Linked DNA regions of Mus musculus: region 2 is linked to region 1. A link is a contact called in public HiChIP or PLAC-seq data. All regions are on one chromosome and are shown on one strand. Each heading gives the region's core, a stretch centred on a gene start, on an enhancer-like site or on the middle of the called end of the contact. The rest is flanking DNA. Distances are from core to core; before and after follow the strand shown.

What was found. HiChIP or PLAC-seq counts read pairs in DNA pulled down with a chosen protein or histone mark.
Region 2: an H3K4me3 HiChIP or PLAC-seq map of bone marrow-derived macrophages shows a contact between it and region 1, with 4 times the contacts expected there. The contact joins the enhancer-like site here to the promoter of Atic in region 1. A contact is called at or near these places in 4 of 39 promoter capture datasets (the 3T3-L1 cell line, the C10 cell line and pre-B cells), 1 of 484 Hi-C or Micro-C datasets (bone marrow-derived macrophages), 6 of 115 datasets of contacts at active chromatin or transcription factors (bone marrow-derived macrophages, embryonic forebrain, embryonic stem cells and 2 more) and 1 of 9 other capture datasets (adipose tissue).

Annotation. Positions count from the first base shown.
Region 1 is chr1:71,555,407-71,558,679 of GRCm38.p6, reverse strand. It overlaps Atic (5-aminoimidazole-4-carboxamide ribonucleotide formyltransferase/IMP cyclohydrolase), which reads right to left and starts at 1,524. Exons shown (of 16, transcript NM_026195.3): 1 at 1,406-1,524; 2 at 1,057-1,183. The coding sequence starts at 1,424.
Region 2 is chr1:71,955,358-71,958,630 of GRCm38.p6, reverse strand. No RefSeq gene overlaps it. Among named protein-coding and RNA genes, the nearest start is that of 4933417E11Rik, 48 kb to the left of the region's middle. Within about 2 kb of position 1,505, at least 17 of the 459 cell types and tissues checked have an H3K27ac peak or open chromatin away from gene starts, as enhancers often do. A contact at or near this core is called in adipose tissue and bone marrow-derived macrophages, where this site is marked.

The DNA of each region.
Region 1 (3,273 bases), core at 275-2,774:
AACAAAAACACTTACTCTTTAACAGGACATAGTTCTAATTTCTAAAAGATATCCATACTCCAACTCACTCAAGGAGGAAGAGGCAGGAGGATCACAAGTTCAAGGCCAGCCTGGGCAACCTACAGAGACCCTGGCTCTAAGTTTTAAAAGTTTCTGAAGCAAAGCATAAAAAATGAACTAGGGATACAGCTCAGGAGTGGACTGGACATTGGGGTCAGTCTTCCATACCACCAAAAGAATACGAGAAGGCGTAACGGGGCAAGCAAATACTGGGCAGTGGCGTGGAAATATGAATGACCATCTGAGAAACATTTAAACTAGGCGATAGACAATGCAAGAACTCCTCGTACTTCATCGTAAATGCCACAGCAACAATGGCCTACCCATACCAGCTCCACAGTAACTCAACTGCACCTCACAGGAGCCTACTTGTCTGCTGTCCCTGATGCTCCGGACTCCCATAAGTCACAAGAGAATCCACTGAAGACATTTACTAAGTAAAGGCATTCTTGCTGTCTGAAGCTGTCAAATGTACAGGGGTTATGTACTGCTTACACAAACAAGAGTTATGAAGAGGTGAATAATTTACCTCTATAGGGATTCTCCACAAACCAAGAGTTATAATGGCAATGAAAACAGCCAGGGAACTAAGGTCTTTTTCCTTTTCTACCTTCCAGACCTTCAGGGTCATCTCCTGACATCTCTTGTCAAACCCTTCCCACTGTTAGTCAGGAGATGAGTGTGATCGAGCCACTGGTACTTTCTGATGGGTGAGGCTATGAAGAGGGAGATACAGATCTTCAAAGATGTTACAGTCTAACTGTGCAACCAGTCAAAGCCAGGCCATGGAACCTGAACATTCGTGTTTATTCTGCATAACACATGGCCCTCCGAAGTTAATTTGTTTGCAAACAGTGGCTGGGTGCTAGGACTCTAAAACTCAAGGCTCCCTAGTTCTAACCTAACTTCTCCCTGTGTTTTGTCAGTTTTTTGCATGGCTTTCTGGTGAATATGGTCACAACGTTTTTCTCCCTTTAACGCTACCTACTGCCTTACCTGACTGCCAGGCCAGCATCCCTGATCGCTTTTGCCGTGCCTCCGGAAGCGACCAGACTCAAACCAAGAGACGCGAGACTTCTGGCAAATTCCACGAGGCCAGTTTTGTCAGACACACTGAACAGGGCTGAAAGAGAAGGCAGTTCTCATTACTCGCGGCTTCTGGCACCGAGATCTCCCGGGGAGGACTCCTGGGAAGGGGACTCATGCAACTGCAGGCCCAGGGCCCAGCACTGGGGACACCCAGCCTGCAGGCCGGGCCCGGGGCCTCCCCAGCTCGGCCAGCGGCATGAGTGGGTGGCGGGGATGGTGCAGGCAGGACCCCTATGATGCATCGCGAGGGCCTCACCAAGCTGAGACGGAGCCATGCTGCGTTGGGTCGCGGAGTCAAGGGACGGACAGGCCACGTGCGTAGGCAGGCAGGCCGGACCCCGCGGTTCAGGAAGCAGTGGGCAGGGCGTGTCGACCCCACGTGACCCCGAGGTCCCGCCCCTCCTCCAGTGAGCTGCAGCCTAGGGTGGAAGGCGCCGCTGGGCGGGGCGGCTGCTAACTCCGGAGCCTGGGATCTGTAGCCGCGGGCTTCCTCTTTCCGAACCCAGATCTGGGCGTGGGGACTCGCGGTTCGCGCGCATCTGGGGTGCTGCTGCTGAGGTCCCGGGAGGTGGGGCCGCGGCGGCTGGAGCACTGATTGGGGGAAACTAGCGAGAGGACTAAACAGACCCTGTCTGACGATGTCAGAAAGGATTAGAGAAGCCTTCTGCTATGGTCTCCCTTTTACAGGTCTGGGAGACCTACGCATGAAGTCATTGCCTCCACAGTTGAGAGCCCCAAAGAAGTAAAATGACCGTCATTTGAAGTTTTTCATACCACATTATAAAATGGCCTGGAATTTACATCAAGATCACCATGTGTAAAATGCTCTTTTCCTTCAAGCCCAGGTGGCAGGAGTAAAGGTTTCAAGACTTAAGTTATTAAAAATAGGAATAGCAAAATTGAGCTCATCTGCTTCTTTTTAATAAAAGTGACACCTTTGGCACAAAATAAACATATCTTGCTGTATACACAGCCCTATTTTTTTTTTTTTTCCGAGACAGGGTTTCTCTATGTATTCCTGGCTGTCCTGGAACTCACTCTGTAACCAGGCTGGCTTCGAACTCAGAAATCAGCCTGCCTCTGCCTCCCAAGTGCTGGGATTAAAGGCATGTGCCACCACTGCCCGGCTAACAGCCCTATTTTTAACATTAATGTTTAGAATTAATTTTTTGATTATGTTTTCTTTTGTAATGTTCTTTAATACAATTCCAAAAAAGAACTTAAAAATTCTATAAAGGAGCCTAAAATTGTACAATTCTATAGAAAGCTTAGCTTTTTATTTCCAGTCTAGTCTCCCAATCTGTGCAAAGTCCATTTTCCTATTATTTGGATGCTAGTCTGCTTCTTGTCTTTCCTCTCTAATAGTCCAATCTCTTTTTCCTTCTCCAAATATCTATTGATCAAATATCTATCTCATTTTTCTGACCTCAGAACGTGTTAACTCCTTGCTCTGAACACCTCTCATGTTTCTAAGGAAGATATATTAGGATCATGAGAGTGTCTTCAGGATGTGTTCACAACTTTCAATGTACAGAGGTGAACAAGGTTCAGAAAGATCATTGCAAGTTTGGAGCTAGTTTGGTCCACACTTTAAGTCCCATACCTGCCAAAGAAACAGCAAGACCTTGTCTCAAAAATGTTAAACAAACAACAAAAGGTGACAGATATTAGAATAATTAGTTCCACGCATATAAGATTGTAATCAGCCTTTAGTTAGCTACTATAAGAGGGTATGAAATAGTCAAAATTCAGGAAGAACAAGTGAGTGGCTCAGTGGGCAAAGGTGTTTCCAAGAAATATTTCTCTTTATCTTATCTTTAAAATTTTATTTTAAGTATATGGGTGTTTTGCCTGCGTGAAGGTTTGTTTACATGTGTGAGCCTGGTGCTCCTGGACTTCCAGGGGACTTCCCTGGCCAACCACATTAGATTTCTACAGGAACTAGAAAGCAGAGAAAGCAATAAACAATAAAAGGAAATAAACAGCGCTTAGACACTAGACATTTTCCACATTGAAAAAATAATACATAGGCAAATATTTAGCCCTTTCTCCCGGACATAAAGAAGGAAAGCTATGACCTCCTTACCTGCCCAGGAGCTCAACTTGGGAAGAAAGTGCAGACAC
Region 2 (3,273 bases), core at 256-2,755, 400 kb before region 1:
GATTCTGGTGAGATTGTCTGAAATTTTTGTTTTGTGTTTTGTTTTTCTGAGTTGGGGGAGGCTGTTAACAGTTCAGTGGTAGAGTACTTTCCTCGTGTGGACAGGGCCTTAGGGTCACTACCTACCACTGTCTGGGCTGAAGCATTTTTGAAAGTCTTTGAGATGAAAACGGTAAGCATTAGCTGGTGGGTGGTGCATATCTTTAATCCCAGCCCTTAGGAAGAAGAGGCAGCAGATCTCTGTGAGTTTGAGGCCAGCCTGGTCTACACAGCGAGTTCTAGGATAGCCAGGGCTACACAAAGAAACTCTAACAAACAAACAAACAAAAATTCAAACAAATAAAACAAGAAAATGGTACGCTGAGACTGAAGACCACCAGTCATGACCTTTCTACTTTCAACGTCTCATTGGTGGTTTGAAGATCAACAAAGGATGTCCTGTGAGTTTTTGACTCTCTTGAATGTGAAGCGTCAATCATTCTTAGTTTCTTTTCCCCTAGAAGTCATGTGTTTCCAGTCTTCTGAATATTTACATTCTTGAAAACTGGCAAAAATTGTAGTTGTTGCTTACACAGTGAAAACTAAAATTGAGAAAGCAGGGATCTTGACATTAGAAAGACAGAGAGGGCATTGATCATCCTATCAGAACATGCTTTCTTTGCTCCATCTCATGGAGAGGTCAGCTTTTGCTTTAACTCCACCCTTTCTCTCTTTCACACCCTAGTCTGTCTGGTGAGATAACTCCAAAAAGAAAATGCAGACAAATCATATAATGTTAGGGGAACTCCAGGAAGGAAAATAGAACCTGTTTTCAACCCACTCTTCAACCTTCAACGGAAATGATTGTCTGGGATTCTCTTAGGAGTTGACTGCTTTGGGGCTGGTGGAGACAAAATATCTAGGTTGCTCAACCACTCTCCCCGACATGGTGACTACAGTCAAGCTCATTCATCATTTCAGTGCATCCTCATTGAGGGATGAACACCATCCAGTTGAATCCCTTCTGATGATGTATGGAGGCAGAGAACAGTGGAAGAGCAGAGATGGCTTCTACATGAAATAGTCATGACATAGACTTGGGGGTGGGGCGATTCATTGTCTTGGTTTAATTTATGCACAAAAAAGGGCAGTGTGGAATACAATAACTGCTATTAAAATGAGTGGGTGAGGGAAGAATTTTGTTTGTACTGGTCACTTCCCACTTCTTTCAACCCTTATGTATATTATCCACAAAACAGTCAGGAAAGAGGTGGTTGTGCCAGGTATTTTAGTAACACGAATTTAGCACATTGGGGAAAAAAAAAAGATGCAAAACCTAACCAAGGGGCTGGGAGGCAACCCAGGGGTGAGTGGCTCAGCAAGCCAACCCTAGGAAGGAAGCAGAGAATAGATAATACTAACATAGGCAGGAGCCTGGGGCGCTAGATGCACAAATAAAACTAAGCAGGAGCTCTGGCACAAAGAGGGAGGAGCTGTTTTGCTTGGCCAGAAGCAGGAAACAGGGAAACACATGTTCACTTCTTCCTTCCTCTGTCTACCAACACGGTTAGTGACTACGGTTGGCTGAAGCCAGCTGTTTCTAACTGGCACACAAATTGTTATGTTACTCTTGTTAACTCAACCTCTGTTGGCTTGGTAGTTTTCTGATTTGGAAATTTGGTTTGATATTCTAATTGGTTTATGTGTGTACTTACATTGAAGTAACAGTCTATTGAAAGAAATTTGTGTGCTTCCTCCAAAAGAAGGGTGTATGTGGTTCCCATTTGATAATGAAGATAGAGAATTGTGATATAAGGATTCACCAAGGTTTTAACTGTGGGAACTAAGAGAGTCTGAGGATTACCTACGACTTGGGACTGTAAGAGCATGGGAAGTTATGGATTTTGCTAAGATGAGTATTTTAAGTTATATTGAAATGGTGACTTAACTATAATGTGTGCACAGATTTTACTGTTGTATCAGGAGTATTTAAAACATGTTCAGAAATAAGATCAGCACAAGTTTAGACAAATACTCACTTGCTCCCAGGATTGACTGCCTATGTGGATGATATTTTACAGTGTGTTCTTTTCAAATGATGGCTTTACTGCTTTTTCTGCTAATCAGCAGAAACCATTTCTGATAGATCTAAAGGTGACCTTCCCCTACCCCCAGGGCAGGCTGCGAACAGCTAGATGGAACCTCTAGTGAGATGAGACGTGCAGATCAGAAGCAATGTGACCCCAGACTGCATGGTGCCTTTCGTACATCACAGAAGCTTTCTTTCTACATTGTCACACAGAAAACAAAGACAAAACCATCAGGTCTTATCAGAGTCTCCATTGGTTTAGGTTTAAGTCATATTTTGGTATATCAGAATAAGTACTTATCTTTAAATCTAAAATAATTATAGAGTATCATGAATATATAAAAGCAATGTAAAAGGCATTGGTGCACTTAGCATCTGGTTCTGAAGACTGCTGGTATTTATTTTATTTTCAGATCTCTGCCTATCTTTCCTAGAAAAAAACTACAGTAACTACTGATGTAACTACTGTAAGTTTAATATTCATTCTGATTTGTTCTTTGCATATAAAATTCCAACTAGAATTTGCCTTTGACTCAAGAGTTATTTTGGAAATTCTAGATAATCTAAATGCCTGGAAGTTATTGGCAACATTTTGGTTACATTCTTGTTAGGAAGTATAGTCCATTTGTCAAAATCTCTGTTATTTCTTTAAAATTTTTCTCCTTATTTATGTGTACGGGTGTCTTGCCTACACATAATGTCTATGTGCCACATGTGTACCTGGTGACTGAGAAACCCAAAAGAGAATGTCAGATGTCCTGGAACTGGAGTTACAGAGAGTTGTGTGCTGCTACATGAGTGCTAGAAATGGAACCTGGGTTCTCTGAAAGAGCAGCCAGTGCTCAACTACTGAGCCATCTCTCCAGCCCCTCATTAATGTTTCATGGGAGTTGCTTTGTTTCCTATGTGTCTTTTTAAGGTTTATTTCTATGTTCATTTGTGTATATGTGTGAGGAGCTAGCATATTACTTGCCCTGTGTGTGCAGATGCCTGTAAAGAACAGACTAGGGTATTGTTTGCCCTAGAGCTAGAATGACTCACATCCAACATGGGTGCTGGGATTTGAACTCTGGTCTCTGGGAGGGCAGCAAGTGTTCCTAATCACTGAACTATTTGTCTATATCCTCAAGAATTCTGACTTGAAAAAAAAAATGTTTCCCCAGAACTTTGAAGATACTGTTTCTTTTTTCTTCTGGCTTTTGTGGT